Linked DNA regions of Mus musculus: region 1 is linked to region 2. The links are chromatin contacts, called in public HiChIP or PLAC-seq maps. All regions are on one chromosome and are shown on one strand. The core of a region is the stretch at or near the end of the contact, and the rest is flanking DNA. Distances in the headings are between cores, read along the strand shown.

Region 1 (7,148 bases), core at 3,104-5,603, 170 kb after region 2:
CGAGGTGAGGACAGTGGCCAGCATCTTCTTTTTCCCAACTAAATGTCAAAAGATGTCGTATTTGTATCACCAGTAAAAAGAATTTTTTAGGATGTTGCATTTTTTTGTTTTGTTTTTTTTAAATTTGTAATAAAATAGTGTATATTTAAAAAAAAAGAAAGAAAGAAAAGAAACCCAAAAAGCCCCAATCCTACTCACGGTCTCAGAGGAGGCAGCTGAGAGGCGGCTGGAGAGGTTAAAGCTACCCAAACTTGAGGACCAGAGTTAGGACAGAAACGCCATAAAAAGCTGGGTTGGTAGCTCACAGCCTCCTGTATGTAAATCCAGTATGGAGGATCTGAGCCTCTTCTCCCTCCTCAGGCCTCTATGAGGACACACACACAAACACACAGACAAACATACAGATACACAGACACACAGACACATACACACATATACACACATAGACACAGAGACACACACACATATACACAGAGACACACACAGAGACATATACACACACACATACAAACAGAGAGAGACACATAAATAAAAATAAAATTTAAAAAGAATATACAAGAAAACAGAATAGTTCTAACCATTTGTATCAGTTATCTATTGATGGTTAACAAACCACGCCCAACACCATTCCTCATGCTTTGGACTCTGGCTGGCAGCTCAGAAGGGCACTTTTGAATAGCTTGGCTGCTGGTCTCTGCTGGGGTCCCTGCAAGGGCAGCCGTCCTGTAGGGTGGTCTTCCCTCATGCACCTGGCAATTGCATTGAGTCACAGTTCCATTAGGTCATTGCAGACCCTTATGTTTGTAGGATTCCCCACAGGTCACTGAGCAGGGCAAATGCCATAAATGGCTGCTTTTGCAAGTCTTTGTTGGCATCATGGTTGTTAATGTCTGATTGGCAAATTATAACAGTTCTGGGCCAAAGCAAGTCACCGAATCAGTGTAGAAAAAATTGTGCATAGGATTAGATAATGGGGTAACATTCTAGCCAGCCCTGGTAGTACAAGACTTTAATCCCAACACTTAGGAGGCAGAGGCAGGCAGGTCTCTGAGTTCAAGGGCTGCCTGGTCTACAGACTGAATTCCAGCCAGGGTTGTGCAAAGTGACCATGTCTCAATCCCAAACACAGAGGAGTAGGTGGGAGGGCTTATTAGACTATTAACCAAATTACCAAATGTGGTAGTTTGAATAGGTATGGCCCCTATAGACTCATGTGTTTGAATGCTTGGCCTATAGGGAGCAGCACTATTAGGAGGTGTGGCCTTGCTGGAGTGGGTGTGGCCTTGTTGGAGGAAGTGTGTCACTGCGGAGGTGGGCGTTGAAGTCTCATATAAGCTCAAACTATGCCTGGTCACACAGTCCCCTTCTTCCTGCGGATAAAGATGTAGATTTCTCGGCTCCTCCAGCACTGTGTCTGCCTTCGCACTGCCATGCTTTCAGCTGAGAGACCAGACCAACTCCATCTTGGGTTCAGGCTCCATCTTAGAGAACCTGACCTAAGACTGAACTCAAGTTAACCACCAGGCCTGCACCTAGCACTGGTCTCCAGGTCACTCCCTAACAAGCACCAATCAGGAGCAATGCAGAAGTTGTACCTAAAGATCTTTACCTATGAAAGTTTATGGTTTGGCTCCTAACACCAGCCAATCATTTCAAAGGGCAACAAATTCCATAGTACCCCGCCACACATAACCAGATGTGTGTCATGCTGGATACCTCCTTGCCTGCTTGCTTGCCTCTATAAATGCTTGCTTGAAACTGGACTCGAGGGTTTACTCCCCCCCACCCCCCGTCCTGCCGTATCAGTGACAATGGTGTGGCCCAAGCTTGAGCTTGAATAAAGACCCCTGTGTATATTGCATCAGAGTCGGCTCCTTGGTGGTCTTTTGGGGCTCACAAAATGGGCCATGAATTATGGACTGAACCTCTGAAACTGTAAGCCAGCCCCCAAAGAAATGCTTTCCTTTATAAGAGTAGCCTTGGCCATGGTGTCTCTTCACAGCAACGGAAACCCTAACTAAGACAACCAAATTAGCAAGAAAATCCATATTGCTTTGGATGATACCAAGAGAGAAAACTGTTAAAATGCAAGCAGAGAGTCCAGAGCTGGCAAGATGGCTTCAAGATGGTGGTTGTCACAGGCTGGAGAGACAGCTCAGAGGTTAAGGGTACTTGTTGTTCTTGCAAAGGACCAGATTCAATTCTCAGCACCTATAGAGAGGCTCACAACCATCTGTAACTCCAGTTCCAGTGAGCCTAATGCCCTCTTCTGTCCCGGTCCATAGCCACTGGGCATGTGCACAGTGTACACACATACACATGCATACATGCATGCATACATACATACATACAGGTAAACACTTATACACATAAAATATGTAAAAAAAATTCTAGCTGGTTCTGGTGGAACATTCCTTTAATTTAGAACTTGGAGGCAGAGGAATTCACAGATGAATTTCTGTGAGTTCAAGGCCAGCCTGGTCTACATAGTGAGACCCCATCTTAAAAACAACCAAACACACAGACACACACACACACACACACACACACACACAACCAGAGTGGGGGGAATGGCTAGAGAATTGGCTCAGTAGTCAACAGCACTTGTTTTTGTTGTTATTGTTGCTGAGAGAGAGAGAGTGAGAACAATTAACAAAAAGTGAACAAATGAACTAAATAATATAAGAGAAAGATGCACGGTCCCAGTGAGAGGCTCAGCAGGTAAAGGTGCTTGTTATTCAAGCCTGGAGACTGGAGTTCAAGCCCCGGAACCGATTTTTTAAAAAGGATGGAGGGAAGGGACATCACAAACTCATCCTTTGTCTTCCAAGTTGCATGGTGTCGCATGCCTTCCCGCACTGAGAGGAAACATCCGGGTGTGGTGGCTTGTGCCTATAATCCCAGCACTTGGGAGGCTAAGGCAGGAGGATTACTGCGGGTTCCTGGCTCACACATCTGTAATCCCAGCACGGGGATCACCCTGAGTTGGAGGTGAGCCTGAGCTACATAAGGAGTTCCTGGGCTGCAAAGTGAGAGCTTGTCTCAAGAAACAAATCAAAAAGGGGAAGGGAAGTGGAGGGGAGGGGAGGGGGAGGGAGAAGGTGTCAGATACTTTGACTGGGAGAGTGGCTTTCTGGTTTCCTGGGTGCACCGACCTCAGTGCATTTAGTCCTGTGTTTCCCGAGGATCTTCCCGATGCCAGGCACTGTGCCAACCGGGAGAGCGGTTGGGTTGCTCTGGGATAATGTGAACTGAGCATCCTGGCACGGAAGCCCCGGGTCAGCTGCGGCTCAGTGGTGACCCTGTGATCATTATGTTCATATCTCTCTATTGGTTTCTAAGACATGGCATTGAGCGTTCCGCTGCGGAGGTACAGGGCCGGGCTCTCATTAGTCCTGCTTGGTTGTACCTGAGGCATGCTCATTAGTCTGTGTTTGGCTGTTCCCTGCGGTTGCTAAGGCTCCCAGCCCAGAGTGTAAACAAATCATCACTAGCAGAACCCTGGGTGAGAGGCCCTCTGTGCAGCAGTGCAGGCCTTGCCGGGGTCAGGAGGAGGCATCCCAAGGAGACACACAGTCTCCCTGGTCCTCTGCCCAAGCTGAGCTCTGGCCCTCATTCCTTCCTGAGTGTGCCTCTCCGCATCCACTTCAGCCACACAATCAAACATTTCTAACAAAAAGAAGAACCTGATGTGACATCACATTTAGGGAGTGTGTAAATTTGCTGTTATGAAGCTGTGGTCCTGAGCTTAAAGGAACTTTGTTGGGGGTAGAATGCAGTTGGCTTCGTTTTATCAGTGTGAGAGTTCTCTGAACATTCTAGAAGCCCTTGATGCCTTGGCTAAGCATATGCGAGAGCTCAGAAGGCCTGTGGTACCATGTCTGTTTGGCCTCAGAGGTGGTACATTGGCCTCTGACCTCGTGCTCTTAAACAAGGCAGTTCCACGTCCTGGAATATCTTGGGGGGCAAAGAAGCAGCACCCCAAGAGGCCACCCACTGCAGCACAAAGCATTCTGTCACTGCAATCTCCTTAGCTGAAGTGGGAAGACTCTGGCTTTGAAATTTCACTAGGCTCCCAGTAAAGCCAGTTTCCTTCTGGTCTGAGGCCGAGGAAGTCCTGTGTCAGAGCATGTCCAAGCCTAGGCGTTGGCACTACAGCCTGGCGGCTGGTGGGAGAGAAGCCATAAGAGGGCCCTACAGTGTGCAGGCCTGTCTGGACCATTCTTTTCCCATGGCCCCAAGCCTAAAGCTCCGGAGTTCCCTGCCAGCGTTGCCGCCTCACAGGCTGGCACCGCCTGCTCATGTGGAAGGCCTATAATTTGTGACTCATGGCCTGTCGCCGACTAGGTGTTGGCAAGCTCAGTGCCCGGAAGCACTGACTCACCAGGCTGGTCTGTGCCCGCAGCCTCCTCATGGGCATCGGGAGTAGTAAGGTCCACCAGGAGTTGCTAAGGACAGCTAGTTTAGCCCTTGAGAAGGGCGAAGGTGAGAGGCAGGACTGTCTCTGGGGCTTGGATACCAGTCAGAGGTTATTGAAACCCAAAACATTGGTGCTGTGTCAGGTATGAAAGCTTTCATCTCAGGAAGGCTCACGAAGGCCTTGACACCCATCGGCTTGTATTATAATCATAAAAAAGTGTCACGGGGGGAGGGGGCTGGTGAGATGGCTCAGCGTGATCTTCTGAAAGTCCTTAGTTCAAATCCCAGCAACCACATGGTGGCTCACAACCATCCGTAAGGAGATCTGACTCCCTCTTCTGGAGTGTCTGAAGACAGCTACAGTATACTAACATATAATAAATAAGTAAATAAATCTTTAAAAAAGAAGTGTCATGGGTTGGTCTCATGCTGCCTTCATTCAAATGCTAAATTCTGTACCCCAAGATCAGGTTGCTCCAAGACAAGCAGATCTTCATGTATACCAGCTTTTGTTGTGTAAACCTTGCCCCCCCCCAAGTTATCCATGATTGGTTAATAAAGATGCCTACAGCTTATAGCTGGGCGGAAAAGAGGTAGGCAGGGCTGAAGGGTCCCAGGCTTAGAGTCTCAGGGAGAGACCATGAGGAGAGAGAGAAAAGGACACTGGAGAAGAAGGAAGTCATCGTGGGATAGGTAGGCGGGTCATGAGCACGTGGACATGAGGGCCGGGACAGTTGGAGTAGGAGCGGCCCAGGAGGAACATGACGAGCGATATCTCAGGGTTATTGACAGAAAAGCAGCCAAAATAATAGCACAGAGAGCTGACGTCTGCCCAGCTCTGGTGCTTTAAGGCTTATTATAAATATAAAGGTTTGTGTCTTTTATTTGGGAACTAAATGATCTAAGACGGGGTAGGAGCCCCCAAATAATATTTACCACAACACTGAAGACACATTAAAGCAGTGTTTTTCAGCCGGTGGGTCATGACCCCTTTGAGAGAGGTCACCTAAGACCATTGGGAAGCACAGATATTCACATTACGATTCATAATAGTAACAAAATGACAGTTATGAAGTAGCAATGAAATAATTTTACTGTTGGAGGTCACCACAACATGAGGAACTGCATTAAAGGGTCGCAGCATGGGAGGTTTGAGAACCTCTGCATTAAAGGAATTCTTTTCCCTTATGGTCAAGACAATGAAAGCTCTGGCCTGGGTTTTTTACTTTTTTTTTTTTTTTACTGGGTTTTTTACTCGTTTTTTTTTACATTTACTTCAACAGATTAGTCATTGGCTAAAGGGCCACCCCTCTGGAAGATGGGGCTACCCTTTAGGAGTGTGGATTTACCCTGGCCACACTAAAGAGATAGGAAGAACAATTAATTATCCTTCAATGAGATAATGTACTGTTTACAGTTTTCACTCCTATTATTTGTGTGTGTGTGTGTGTGTGTGTGTGTGTGTGTGTGCATGCTGTACCTGAAGAGGCCAGGAGAGGGCGCCAGATGCCCTGGAGCTGTTGTTTATAGCTCTTATGAGCTACCCGACCTGGGTGACGGGAGCCAAACTCTAGTCCTATAGAAGAACAGCCAGGGCTTTTAACTACTGACCCATCTCTCTGGCCCCGAGATAACACACTTCTGTTTCCCACAATTCCTGCCTCTGTGTGCATTTGCTGAGCTGCAGCCACACAGCTGACTTGGTAAGTTGGCTGGATTTCCTGAAGCTCGGGAAAGTGAACTTTCTCTCTTTCCTAAGTTTGCTGTCCATAAGCATTTAACTTCACTCTTTCTCTAAGTCCCCTTCCCTACCCTTGGCTCTTTCTCTGCAGTGTGGCTGACTCCATGCTAGCCAAACTCAAAGCAATGGCAGACTCTCTTTCTTCGCCACCTCCTTCCCCTATGCAGCCCACGAGGTTCATCGCTTACCTGCTTTGGAACTTTTCTTCTAAACTGAAATGAGATGGGATTCCCTTAGAGTTGGTTCTTAAGTTCTTTTATGGCTGAGTCTGACCCAAGAGCGAACCCTGATTTCCTGCTAACCCCTGGGAATGGAAGTTCCTTCCCTCTTCCACCCCACTGTGTCTGGAACATACTGTATACAATCTGCTGCTATACTAGGCTGCCCAAGACTGCTTATGACTCACCAGCCGGGGATTCGCAGTAAACCTGGGCCCTCCTGCATTCAGCCTGGCAGAGCACGAGCCCAGACATCAGACCGAGAAGAACACCTGCTTCTTTTCCTTCCTCCCACTTGTTTTTCTGCCTCTCAGACTGGCAGCAGAATGTAAATAAAGAGCAAATGCTATTCAGTGTTGAAAAGGGTGTAGGGAGCTTCGTACTGTGCGGTGCAGCCTGTTTCCTAATTTAATTGTATTTATGTGTATATGTATGTATTTAGTGTGTGTACATGCGCGAGAGTGCAAGTTTGCGTATGCAGTCATGCCGTAGAATGTGTCAAGGAGCAATGTCGTGGAGTTAATAATTCTCTGCCTTCACATAGGTTTGGGGGATTGGACTCAGGTTGTCTGGCCTGGACAGGAAGTGCTTTTTTACTGGATTCATCTTGCCAGCCCTAATTTTTATTTATTTAGGTTTGAGCCAGGGTTTTACTGTGTCTCCTGTGTTCAGGAGCTCACTATGTAGACCGGGATGGCTTCAAACACACAGAAATCTATCAACCTGTTTGCCTCCTGCTGAGCACTGGACTTAAAGGTGTGCGCCACCAC
Region 2 (6,613 bases), core at 2,569-5,068:
GACCAGAAAACTGAGATCCCAGAGGAAGCCAGTGTCTGAAAGGGACCGAAACTCAGCAATCCCTGGCTCCGGCTGGGACATGCTGGCTGATTCTCTATCAGAGATGTCCGGACAGAGTGCAAGAGGATCTTTGGGGACATCTCCCCACTGCCTTTCACTCCCAGGAACTTCCCAAAAGCTGTGGGGTGAAAGCCAAGCCCCGGCGGAGAGACAACAGAGCGGCAGAGGAAAACACCAAACCTTAAACTAGACGCAGAGAACTTTCTTCCTTCCCTCCTCTGTGGTTGCCCTCCAGTTTCCCCATTTCATTCCTTCCTTATCTGATCTGGTTGCATGAACTGGAATCTTCAAGAAAGTCCACTTGATAGTAACACCTGGAGACCTTGCTTCTCCACACTAGCTCCTCTTCCTGGGGTCCTCCCCAGGCGGATGATCTTATCACCCACCCGTTTGCTTCAGCCAGAGTCCTGGGGCACAGCCTCCCTCTTCCTACTTCCCAATGTCCAATTCACTTGTAGGTCCCTGCTTCGCCTGGACAGTCATCTATGTCATTCCTGCCAGCTCTTCCGTCACTCCCTAGCCAACCACCCCCAAGATCTAGCTAGCCTCATCTGACCATTCACCTGTCTCTGTCTGGCATTCCTGTCTCTGGGTATCATGTGAAGTGCTCCTCACCCTGCTCAGAATACCCTTCACTGACATTCTGCAGTCTCCTTCCAGAAGTCGCTATACCAGTGGTTCTCAACCTGTGGGTTGTGACCCCTTGGGGGGGGGGGCTCCTAAGACCATCTGCATATCAGATATTTACATTACAATTCACAACAGTAACAAATTACAGCTATGAAATAGCAACTAAAATAATTTTATGGTTGGGGTGTGTGTGGGGGGGTCACCACAACATGAGAAACTGCAGTAAAGGGTCGTGGTGGTGACAACTGGCTTCCTATGAAGCCTACAGGCAGTAGCTGGGTGTCTCTGAGCACGTTCATCCTCATGCTTCAGAAATCCAATGCCACTTCAGTCTGGCACTTGGAAAACCCCTGCAGGATGGGGTTGTGCCCCTGCCCTTCCTGCCATCCTGAGCAGGTGATGTGTGTGTGTGGCTGTAGCTGCACAGAGTCACAGTCTCTTTCTCTGACATGCTGGGAAGTTTGCCAGACTTTTCACTACACTGTTCCAGGCCTGGCTTTGATGAGGGATCAGGGTCCCTTTTGCTACACTGCTTCTGAGAGACATTTACATTTCAGTCCCCAGAGCTCTGAGCTAGGACTAGAAGGCCACAGAAACAGGTAGATCCCACTGTCTTGGACCTGGATTATACCTAAGAGCAGGAATATCAGAGAGATAGGCAGCCACGTTTGATGTAGACCATGGCAAGGCAGACCATCATTAGATGAAGCCAGCAGTCCCTCTGTGTCACCTGCTAGCTTCCCTCCAGACTAAAGTCCTGAGACAGAGTTTATTAAAGCTGCCATCTGCCCTTTTCTACAGGGATCCTGCTGGGTTGTAGAACTAGATCAGGACACCAAGCCAAGCCCAAGTCCAAGGAGCCCCTCCCTCCCTGCCTGCCCCTGAACACACGCAGGACACTGGTGCTCAGTGGGGAAAGGAGATCTCAGGACATACCTTAAGGACTTTGGGGCACAGCTAAGACTAAAGTGTGAGTCTGTTGCCCTTGAGGGCTTCATTTAGGGTCCCCAGGCTTCACACAGGTCTCCTACTCCCGTTTGCCTTCTCTTAGGGATTTTTTTCTTTCTATACCCTACCACGGAGCTATTCACCCCATCTTCTGCACTTAGAGATTTGTTCCTGCCACAGCATCCCCCACCAGGCTGGGAGCTCCTGGATCGGTTTTCACCAGGAGTGAGTGGGACCAGGCACACGGCTCAGGGAGGCTTGGTCTATTTACATTGGCAGCCCCACTCCCTACATTCCCCACCCATGCTAGGCCACCCTTTCAAACTATCTCCTCTCCTCTTCACAGCCCATGTGGTCATGGGTGCCTACTTCAGGAAGCACTCCCACCTTCCTTCATTTCTACGGACCTCTGCCTGCTGCTCCTTGCATCTCTGCAATGTACCTGTCTTCCTTTCAGACCGCTCACCCCAGGATTCTAGCAATGGGGAGGGGAAAGAATTTGCACAGCTTACATTCCAGCCAATGCAACCTCCCGGAGCCTCAGATACCTTTCTTGGCTGAATGTGGGAGGTCTCCTGGGCCCAAGGAAGTCTCATTCCTCATCCATCTTGCCCAGCTAGAGCCCTGTTTACTTCTTCCACACATTCACTCCCTTAACAAAAATATCCTGAACACTGGCGAGAAGCGTTATCCAGGGTTGGGGCAGTGGAGCAAGAAACAGCCAAAGGGCCAGTCATCCTTCAGTGTCTACACAGATTCAATCACATCTCGCTCAGCTTCGCTGTCTGACCGTACAGGGTGCTACAGGGTGCGAGCTGAGAGCGAGGCTCCAATATCAAAACTTGCATTAATTAGTTCCCTCCCTGCCGGCTCCGTTACACGTCCCAAAGGTCCTCCCTTATATAAAAAAGAGTTCATACTCTTGTGGGAATAAAAGATGAAACATTCAAAGTCAATTTCTACGGCATACAGACATACAGGTTTCTCTCTCCGAGGTCTTTCTGCACGTCTCCGTCAAGCATCAGGGGCTCTGTGATGACCCAGTCACCTTGGGTTTCCAGGGACAGCGGCTCCTGAGCGGATGCCGGGCTCATCCCCCGCCTAATCCCCAGTGCTTCCTTCCCGGCCCCTCCACACAGCTCCTCTGCTTCCAGAGACTCTTTAGCACCGCAGAGCCAAGCTCTCAACACAAACTTGAACCTTCCGTTCCCTGTTCCCAAGGCTCTCCTTGCAGCCTCTGCTTTATGATTCAAATCTTCTATCCTTTCTAATCCGGAGATCCCCTCATCCCGGGACGCCCTGGCCCTTCACCTCGACGTGGATCGGTCTGAAACTAGGGACTCAAGATTCGGCTTAGGTTTCAACCTGAATCTAGGATCATTTGTAAGGTTCCTGCAGTGGGGTGCGGGGTGGGGTGTCCCAAGTCCTCAGTCCTAGCCCAGGAGAAGGTAGACGCCCGTCCGGAGCGCCCTCTGGGGGACCTCAGGTTACCGATCTCCAGTGTAGACACAAGGCGTCGGGAAGTGCGCACCCAAGTGCGGGGTCGGGTGTGGATCAATGGGGAAATGATTCACGTTGGAGGATCGGGACCCAGACGCAGTGAGCCCTGGACTTCCTGGGGACTGAGTAAGGACCTGAAGAATCCAGGCTAAGGATGCATTTCACTACGGACCGGACCGTAGACTTAAGACTGGGACCTGAGCCGGGCGTGGTGGCGCACGCCTTTAATCCCAGCACTCGGGAAGCAGAGGCAGGCGGATTTCTGAGTTCGAGGCCAGCCTGGTCTACAAAGTGAGTTCCAGGACAGCCAGGGCTACACAGAGAAACCCTGTCTCGAAAAACAAAACAAAACAAAACAAAACAAAACAAAACAAAACAAAACAAAAAGACTGGAACCTGGTCATAGCTCCGCCACACTGTTCGTGACCCGGCTGCAGTCCTCACCCATTCTTTCCTGCTCCCCGCGGTCCGGGCCCCTAGCCCCCGGCTCCCATGACTTCCCTGGTTCCAGCGGGCGTCCTCACACCTAGGTTCCCAAACTGCCCCGTCCCTCCGCCCGCCCCGTCGGTGCGGTCTCACCACAGGCCCCTGGTGCGCAGCGGGCCCCGGGTGGTTAACCGGGAGCGGAGGTTGGGCTGTGGAGGAGTCCAAGGCAGAGCCACAGGCGCAGGTTCAGCGCAGCGCCCGGCTGCATCTCCGGCCCCTGGGCGCGGGTGGGACCTGCGCGGCCACAGCTCCCGGCTGGGAGTGAGAGCGCGCGCAGAGGCGCCGGCGGGGCGCGGACCGGTCAGCGGCCCGGGGGCGGAGCCGAGGCGGCCCGGGGCGGAGCTCCGGGGGAGGAGGGTCACCGTAGCCTCAGCCCGCCCCTCGCCCCTCTCTGTCCCTTCCAGCTTGTCCCAGGAGAATCCAGCCTGGGTAGGGAGAGCGCCCACTTTGCGTACGTTAAAGGCTTCCAGTTCCAAAGCAGCCATCAACAAGCACAAACTCCAGGGCCACTGCGGGTGGGCGAGGAGTGCAGGTGACTGCACTGTCCCCCGTGCGCGTTGTGGCGCCAGAGAATGAACAAAACCGCATAGTATCGTTTTCTGCATTTCCCTTCCATCCATAAGCAAAGCGGCAACGAATATTAAAACGGCAGTACATTAAATCTTAGCAAGCGCCCTGCAGAAGCCAGATCTCTCTATAGTGTGAATGGAGCCGGCACTTGGATTAACAATGTCCTCTCACCATCCTCCGACCATGAAAGGCTTTCGCTTTAGCTTCCCCACCAAATACTTTTGCTCTGAGCTCATTCATAAGTCTTTTTTATCAGGTGACACTTTTGTAAACACTCTCGCACAGACTTCCTTTCTCTTTGTGGTTCCTTTGCTAGAATTTTCCTATTTCAAAATATATCCCAAATGACAGTGACGATTTCAACCTTTTTCTGCTTTTATGTACTGCGTTTCCACTGTTCCCACGATCCCCACCTACCAGCCCGGACTCATCCTTGTCAAAAGTCAAGGCCAGACTGTTGTTGATGATGACCTTTTAAATAGTCGCCAACCCTCTCAACCACAGAACAGGAATGAAACTCCTAGGTATGCGTGTCTTTAACATCTGTAGACAGCGCTAACTAGTTTTTCATTTTAGCTTGTACTGAAATCACATTATGGTGTTGTTAATTGGCTTTTCCCTAACTGCCACTGAGGCTAAGAATATTTTACTTATTTATTTATCTATTTATTTATATTTATCTTTAATTCACTTTGCATCCCTATAACACTCCCCTCCCCTCTTCCTAGTCCCATCTTCCAAATCCCTCCTCCCATTGTCTTCTCCCCTTCTTCTCAGAGAAGGGGGATTCCCCCCCCCCCCATCTTGGGTACCACCCACCCTGGGACATCGAGTTCCAGCAGGACTAGGCACATTCTCTTCCACTGAGGCCCAACCAGGAAGTCCAGGTAGGGTGAAGGGGATCCAATGGCAGGAAACAGAGACTTGAGACAGACCCTGTTCTACTTGTTAGGGGACCCACATGAAGACCAAGCCGAACATTTGCTACAGATATGTAGGGGGAGCTCCTACATGCTCCCTAGTTGGTGGCCCAGGCTCTATGCGCTTCCATGTCCCTTGACTCTATGGGTCTTCTTGTGGTGTCCTTGACCCCCCTGACTTGCTCATTTCTATCTTCAGACTCTTCCATAAGACTCCCCAGGCTACACCTGATGTTTGGTTGTGGGTGTCTGCACCTGACTCCGCCCGATGCTTGATGAAGCCTCTCAGGAGACAGTTATGCTAGGTTCCTGTTTGCAAGAGTAACAATATCATTAATAGTGTCAGTGGTTGGCTCTCTCACATGGGATGGGTCTCAAGTTAGGGTAGTCATTGGTTGGCTGCTCCCCCAGTCTCTATTCCATTTTTATTTCTGTACATCTTGTAGACAAGACAAATTTGGGATTGAAGATTTTGTGGGTGAATTGATGTCTGTCTCCCTCCTCTAGAAGTCCTGTCTGGCTATAGGAGGTAGCCACCTCAATCTCTATAGCCCCCTCTGGTAGAGATTTCAGCTAGAGTTACCTCCATAGACTCCCTGACTCCTCTCCCATCCCTGGCCTCCAGCTGGTCACCAGAGATACCCCTCCCTCTGCCGATTTCCATCCCACTCCCAGCCCTCTCAGACCACCCCTCCCTCACACCTGACTAACACTGCTGTTCCCCTCCTCACCTCCTGTCCTACCCAGTTCCCTCTCTCCACCCACCTCTGATAACTAGTCTCCTCTTTTGGGTGAGATTCGTGTATTCCCCTGTGGGACCTCCTTATTACCCAGTTTCTTTGGGTCTGTGGATTGTAGCATGGTTGTCCTATACTTTATGGCTAATGTCCACTTATACGTGTGTACATACCATACATGTCTTTCTGTCTCTGGGTTACCTCACTCAGGATGATATTCTCTAGTTCCATATATTTGCCTGCAAAATTAATGATGTCCTTGATTTTTAATAGCTGAATAGTATTCCATTGTGTAGATGTACCACATTTTATCTATCTTTAGTTGAAGGACATCTAGATTGTTCCTGGTTTCTGGTTATTACGAATAAAGCTACTATGAATATAATTGAGCAAGTGTCTCTGTGGTATAGTGGGGCATCTTTTGGGTCTATGCCCAGGAATGTCTTGAGGTAGAACTATTCCCAGTTTTCTGAGAAACTGCTAAATTGATTTCAAAAGTGGATGTACAAGTTTGCTCTCCCACCAGCAATGGAGGAGGGTTTCCTTGCTCCACATCCTTGCCAGCTTGTGCCATCACTTGCGTCTTTGATCTTGGCCCTTCTGATGGCTGAACTGAGCACATAACTGGGCATTTGGATTTCAAGTCTTTTGCTCTAGTGCTTGTGTGTTCCCCCCCCCATCTGCAAGGAGGTTCTTCCTTCTTTTCTTTTTTAAAATAAATTCTGTATGTAAGTCCTTGGTCAGTTGTTTTCTGTGGCTGTG

Evidence for each region. HiChIP or PLAC-seq counts read pairs in DNA pulled down with a chosen protein or histone mark.
Region 1: an HNF4G HiChIP or PLAC-seq map of pancreatic cancer cells shows a contact between it and region 2. The contact joins two enhancer-like sites. A contact is called at or near these places in 1 of 15 datasets of contacts at CTCF or cohesin (stem cell-derived epiblast-like cells), 1 of 484 Hi-C or Micro-C datasets (nephron progenitors), 7 of 115 datasets of contacts at active chromatin or transcription factors (effector CD8 T cells, embryonic stem cells, epiblast stem cells and 2 more) and 1 of 9 other capture datasets (embryonic stem cells).

What each region holds. Positions count from the first base shown.
Region 1 is chr11:52,329,533-52,336,680 of GRCm38.p6, forward strand. No RefSeq gene overlaps it. Among named protein-coding and RNA genes, the nearest start is that of Gm51894, 25 kb to the right of the region's middle. Within about 2 kb of position 4,354, at least 145 of the 459 cell types and tissues checked have an H3K27ac peak or open chromatin away from gene starts, as enhancers often do. A contact at or near this core is called in pancreatic cancer cells, where this site is marked.
Region 2 is chr11:52,164,238-52,170,850 of GRCm38.p6, forward strand. No RefSeq gene overlaps it. Among named protein-coding and RNA genes, the nearest start is that of Olfr1373, 22 kb to the left of the region's middle. Within about 2 kb of position 3,819, at least 35 of the 459 cell types and tissues checked have an H3K27ac peak or open chromatin away from gene starts, as enhancers often do. A contact at or near this core is called in pancreatic cancer cells, where this site is marked.